Regions from separate parts of the Mus musculus genome. Here region 1 is linked to region 2. Evidence: chromatin contacts called from public HiChIP or PLAC-seq data. All regions are on one chromosome and are shown on one strand. The core of a region is the stretch at or near the end of the contact, and the rest is flanking DNA. Distances in the headings are between cores, read along the strand shown.

Region 1 (2,939 bases), core at 270-2,769, 35 kb before region 2:
AACCCAGCAGACATGAGGTAAGGAAGATATCTAACAGTACAGTGATTATTGTTTTGCTTTTAGTGACTATTCTGTTCAATTCATTATTAAATTAACTTCTAGCTGTAATTCTCAGAGAATAAATTATCAATTGGAAATTTATTTTAAAGTCAGTATCAACACTAAAAGACTCATTAGGAATTCTTATAGTTTTCTTGTTCATGAACACACAACTCTTGAGGTTTATTTTTGTCCTATTAACATTAAGTGAACAATTATGTTAGTAGAAGTAAGTGATTTTAGATGTGTTATTAAGTCATCTTTTTTATTATTAAGTAACCTTGCCAGGACTTATTATACTTCCAGTTCAGTGCTATTTTTTACTGAGCTGGACATATTTGAAATTCCTTTGCAATTACACAAAAACCTCAAGAGACATCATGTTCAGGGTAAAAGAAAAAAATATGCATAGGCATCCAGAAACCATATAAAGTTTTAAAATTATTCAAATCCCAGTTCTTTGCAGGTGTGAGTGTTCACCAGTGCAAAGGGAGGTCCTTTACCCAAATCATTAACTTGGACATATCGCATGCACATTCCTTAAGATTAGGTTTTAAAATGTATTTAACAGAGAACAGCCATAGGGATGTATAACTTCACCAGCTGTGGAAGTAAAATATGGAGATAGAAGCATTTTTTTATTTTATCTGCTAAATTAACTTTGTCAACATTATTACAAATTGGCAATTGCATTTGCATGCTCTAACAACATGTGCAAAGGGTCCACATTCTATTAATTGACATTGGTTTCTTCTTTTTATACAAGTCAGTTTCTTCAACATCAAACTTTACTGGTGCTTTGACTGAAATTTGCAAGGTACAGTTCTGTATGGGTGAACAGAAAGCTGCCAAGGTACAGGGAATAAAGGGGATAACATATGAGTCAAGCCATGTAGAGATTGCTGTTAGATTTTTTTAAAAAGGGAAGAAAAAATGTTACATGCTGTGACGGTGCTTATCTTTAACCTCAGTGTGGGGCAGTGAGTTGTGATAGGCAGCCTGGTCCCCAGTTCATCTCAGTCTTAGAACCCTGGAGACCCTGTAGGTGACTGTCCCTGAAAAGGACAGTCTCTGGGGTTGTAAGCTTGAGTATGACCGGGGGACCAGGCTGCCTATCACAGCTCACTGCCCCACACCTTAGTACTCAGGAGATATAGGAAAGAAGATCTAATAATTTTGAGGCCTGCCTGGCCCACATAGCAAGACGTAGGACAGTCATGACTATATACAGAAACCCTGTTTCAAAAAATAAAACAAACAAACAAACAAAAAAAAACAAACAAAAAGGATGCTATAAGTTCAGAAGCAATAAGGGAAAGGCTGGGGTCTGGTAATCTGAAAGCATTGCATACAGCTAGTTTTTTGGACTGAGGGGAAGTTTGGGTGACTATGAAGGAATTATGGAGAGCTACTGGAAGCTATGGGAACTTTGGACTTTTTCAAAAGTTTTTATTTCCTGATCTAAGCAACAGGAAACACAGGGAAGGTTTCTAATCAGAAAGAACATGACTCAGGCTGTATCCTTGAGACCTTGGGGGATAGCAGTATGAAGATGAAGTGGAAACACGGGAAAATTGGAAGTAAAAGTGTTTTTAAAATTAAATCACCAGGGACAATGTGATAAGGAAGCAAAGTGGAGACAATTAAACTGAAGCGTTTATACATTCCTATATAATATTTAACTAGCAGCGGATGAATGTAGTCCTTTGCTTTAGATCGAGATTTTTGTTAGCACTATGGATAAACCAGAACAGGCCAGAATAATCAAGATGAGGCCCTGGTTTCTGTCAGGGCGGGAACAAATTTGAAGCTTCTAGAAAATGGACAGATACAAGGAACAAGATTAATTTTTGTTTAAGAGGAAAATGTTGCTCTTGTGTGGTTAATGATATAGCTAAGCAGAAATGCTTGTAATCAGCTAGATATTAAGTGTGAAGCTCAGCAGATGGACTTGGGCCAGATTAAAATAGTCATATGTAATAAGGATGGTAGACTTCAAGAAGTACATGCACGTGCACACTGGGAGCACGTGGAATGGGAAAAGAAAGGATATTGGAGTTACTAGTTCGTTAATTGAATTTATTTACACTGGTTGGTAACTTGAAATTTTTATGCATCAGCATTTCTGTAAAGCACCCTGTAACATAAGTGAATAATAGTTTATAGTCTGAACCCTACCATTTCAATATGGGTGTGAATTTAGATCCCTCCTGCTAGTGTTTGGGAATAAGGATCTGAGTATGAAATGTGACTTCAGGGTACATGAATGAAGTGGACACTATACATTTGTCTTTCTGACATTGTCTGTCAGTGAGGACCTGAACCTGGGGACAAATGAAACAAGGACAGAGACAACAACGGTCACTCTTCTCCTATTAAACTAGTGCCATGTAAGTGAGAAGCTTTCATGGGGAGAAACTGTAATGAAATACCGGCAACTTTTTTTTATTACAATACACCTCTTACGATTCAGTCCTGACAATTTAATGGCATTATAGCCAGAGTGCTTATGGTGAATTTAAAACACAAAAATAAATTTCACAAAATTAAAGGCATCACTTTGGGAAAGATCTTCATCACCCTGCCTCTCTCTCTTTTCTTTTCTTTTCTTTTCTTTTCTTTTCTTTTCTTTTCTTTTCTTTTCTTTTCTTTTCTTTTCTCTCTCTCTCTCTCTCTCTCTCTCTCTCTTTTTCTCTTTTTCTCTCTTTCTTCTCTTCCCTTCCCTTCCTTTCTTTCTTAAAATAAATACAGAAAAAGAATGCTACAAAAAGAGACAAACTCAGAGGATTGTATTGGAGAGCAGTGCTTAGGAAGAACCCTAGTATCTGGGCTCCAGTCTCAGAGCAAATACCTCAAGATCTAGGAGCACTGAGCTGGGCATCAGTATATATATATATATA
Region 2 (2,888 bases), core at 275-2,774:
ACTTTATATGTCACCTAAGGTTAGTTGCTTGTAATGTGCTCCTGGAAACAAGATAGATGTTTATGTATATGAAGGAGGAATTTGAATTGGCATTTTATGAATAAGGCAGACAGGGATAGAGGACTGTGGGTATTGAGAGCAGCCATGCTTAGCTATATTAGGGCATCCCAAGTGAGAACTCAGGAGTTTAGATTAAAGAGAACAGAAACCACATTGAGAATCATGGGGGCAGAGCAAACTGGCACAGAAGAGAGAAACCTAGGCTGGTGGAGACTTTGGGCCTAGAAACTGGCAGTTCTTCTCCATGTAAATGCTTAGGTGAAAACTCTCCCTACAATAGAAAAAATGTGGGCCCAGAAGGATGCATGACTACTGAAATTGTTTCCTCATTGGCCCAAGTCTAGCTTAAGAGGAAGAGTTAGCAAGGCAAATGAAATGACAGGGAAAAGAGATAACTACTAGCAAAGGAGATGCATCAGTTAGGAACGTGCAACCTTACAGGTTTGTGCAGAACTAAGAAACCTGATTTTCAGACAGGACTACAGGAGACTGACAATACCTCTTCCCTGTCCAACTTTGCCTGTCAGGTGCTGACAAATGACCTAGCACAGCTGAATGGCTGGGGACTTTATGCTAAGGCATCAGGGAACACGGGCATATATTACACGAAGTTCTAATAATTCTGTGCCATGTACCTTGTTAGTTGTTGAAAACAGGACGATGAGTAAGATCAAAGTTATTAAATTTACAGTTTTGTAAGTCACAAACCACACATTGTTCAACCTAAACTTCTGGGTGAAGTATATAATGTACTCTGCTATTAAAGAAGTTCTCTTCCTGGTACAGCACTCACGATATCTGAGAAATAACTCAGAATGTGTCTTGAGGTGACCCAAAAAATATTAAAACATTCGTAACTGTAAGAACACTCAGAATAAAGATTTGAATCCCACCATCCTGTACAATAAAAACTAGTCCATAATAGATACTCCAAAAAAGATCCTTTGTTCTCAGTTAACTTATCTCCATCTGCTGTTTATAAACTAAAACCCACACATAAATAAAAGATGTCAAATTGAAAATGACTTTTATGTGCTCATTTAGTTAGATAGGCACTATCTGAAATTTTTGAACTTTTTTACGTAATTAGATTTTTGTTTATTAAATAAGGCAAAATGGATTCCTCTTTTCTTTAAGGCTTTAAAATTCATAGATGTAGTAGTAGGTAGCTGATGGACTGGTAAGACCTTCAGCTTTCTCCCCTAGATTGCAGAGAAACCAATCCTTCCGAGGAATGAACAGTTCACTGTATTACATTTTTTGCCATTTATATAAATGGGGCTTGGGAGATTGTGTCAGAGCAGTCCAGTGAGATGGAATACTGGTTTAGATAGATTGTACGTGATCAAGCCTGGAAGAAACTCCTTGCTAGGAGCAACAGGAAGAAGCAGGTCACGGAGCGAGCCAAGGGCAGCTGGAAGTAAGTGGCAAACCAGCAACAGGTGTGGAGCTCTAAGGAGCCTGCAGCTCTTCAGCTTCTGGGGAAAGGTTACGAGGTGAGGAATCCAGCTACATTCAGTCTCTCGGATCAGAAAGACAGCAGAAACTCACTAGCCAGAACTGGGGAATGAGCCAGGAGTGAAGACCTCAAGGGACTAGACTAGAACCCACGGATGGGAGCAGAGGTCAAAAGCAGACCAGGCACAAGGCCGGCTGGATATGGAGACACTTAGTCACTGACCTTGGACCCAATGAGTTCCAGGCTAGAATGAGGCTGAGCTTGCCCTTAGGCCCCACATGGAGTATGGCCATAATGTCAGTTTTCCACATCTCTCCACTTGTTTTCTATGACTTTGTGTTCTTAACCTTAGTTGGTGTGTAGTATACAGAGTTTCACAACAGGTATTCTTAAAATGGGTACGTTTATTAATCTGGCTTTCAAGGTTTAGCTTGTGTCATTTCTCCTCAACATACTGTCAGAGAGTTGCTCCAGAATATGATGTACACTGTTTTCAAAAATTCACAGCTATGTGTATATTACATTATTAGAGTCAAGGAAATATAATGAAAATATATTTTTCAGTCACACATATTGTTACTATTTTGATTCTTGGCTTTCAGTTAAGATAATTTTTTAATTCCTCTATACATGTGTTTTTGGAATAATGAGCTCATTTCACTTCAGAATATTGAAGGTAGAAAAGGCATCTAAATTTCATCTGATTAAATTCACTATACCAGAAAATTAAGCCAAAGAACTTAACAGTTCTTGTGGGAAATATTTGTAAGTAATGACTTGATCACTGGTCTGATTATAAGTCTTTGGCAATTTGAGAGTTCTGTAAGAATTCCATTTGCTCTAGCAAGAGGGAAATCTTTTGAATCTGAGCTGTGCAATGCTCTACACAGTGGGAATCTGGTCTGAGCCATAGAGTGGCTCCTTGGAAGAGTGACAAATGAGAGCAAGGACTTAGAGGTGCCAAGGTCTAAGACACACAGTGGAAAGTTTGCTGATAGCTGCATCTGGGACCGAGGGAATGAAAGGCACCTAGGGATATAACTTCCTCTGACAAGTCCATGGCCCACACACTCTGGTTGTAGGACAAACAACACAAAGATCAACACAGAAAAGCCTTGCAAAGGTTCTTCCTTCAGTGGAAGACAGACATCTAGATAGCCAGAGAAGGAAAAGTAAGGTGACAAAGAGCTGAATTCCACACCACTAGACTAGGCAAAAAGAGACTGCATCTCCACCCAGGCCAGGGAAGGCTTACATATACCCAGGCTCTGCACTCAGATCCCTGAATGCCAGTGATCCGAGTGGAGTTCCTGAGGGACAGGACATCAGTCCTCTTCATCTCCTTATACATTTTATGTTTTGCTATTTT

What was found. HiChIP or PLAC-seq counts read pairs in DNA pulled down with a chosen protein or histone mark.
Region 1: an H3K4me3 HiChIP or PLAC-seq map of intestinal villus epithelium shows a contact between it and region 2, with 7 read pairs. The contact joins two enhancer-like sites. A contact is called at or near these places in 5 of 484 Hi-C or Micro-C datasets (Sertoli cells, brown adipocytes, embryonic stem cells and 2 more) and 4 of 115 datasets of contacts at active chromatin or transcription factors (the NIH/3T3 cell line, embryonic fibroblasts, embryonic stem cells and 1 more).

What each region holds. Positions count from the first base shown.
Region 1 is chr3:63,349,496-63,352,434 of GRCm38.p6, reverse strand. The region is part of intron 16 of Mme (membrane metallo endopeptidase); the gene reads right to left. Among named protein-coding and RNA genes, the nearest start is that of Mme, 56 kb to the right of the region's middle. Within about 2 kb of position 1,519, at least 15 of the 459 cell types and tissues checked have an H3K27ac peak or open chromatin away from gene starts, as enhancers often do. A contact at or near this core is called in intestinal villus epithelium, where this site is marked.
Region 2 is chr3:63,314,172-63,317,059 of GRCm38.p6, reverse strand. All of the region lies in intron 3 of Mme (membrane metallo endopeptidase), which reads right to left. Among named protein-coding and RNA genes, the nearest start is that of Mme, 20 kb to the right of the region's middle. Within about 2 kb of position 1,524, at least 16 of the 459 cell types and tissues checked have an H3K27ac peak or open chromatin away from gene starts, as enhancers often do. A contact at or near this core is called in intestinal villus epithelium, where this site is marked.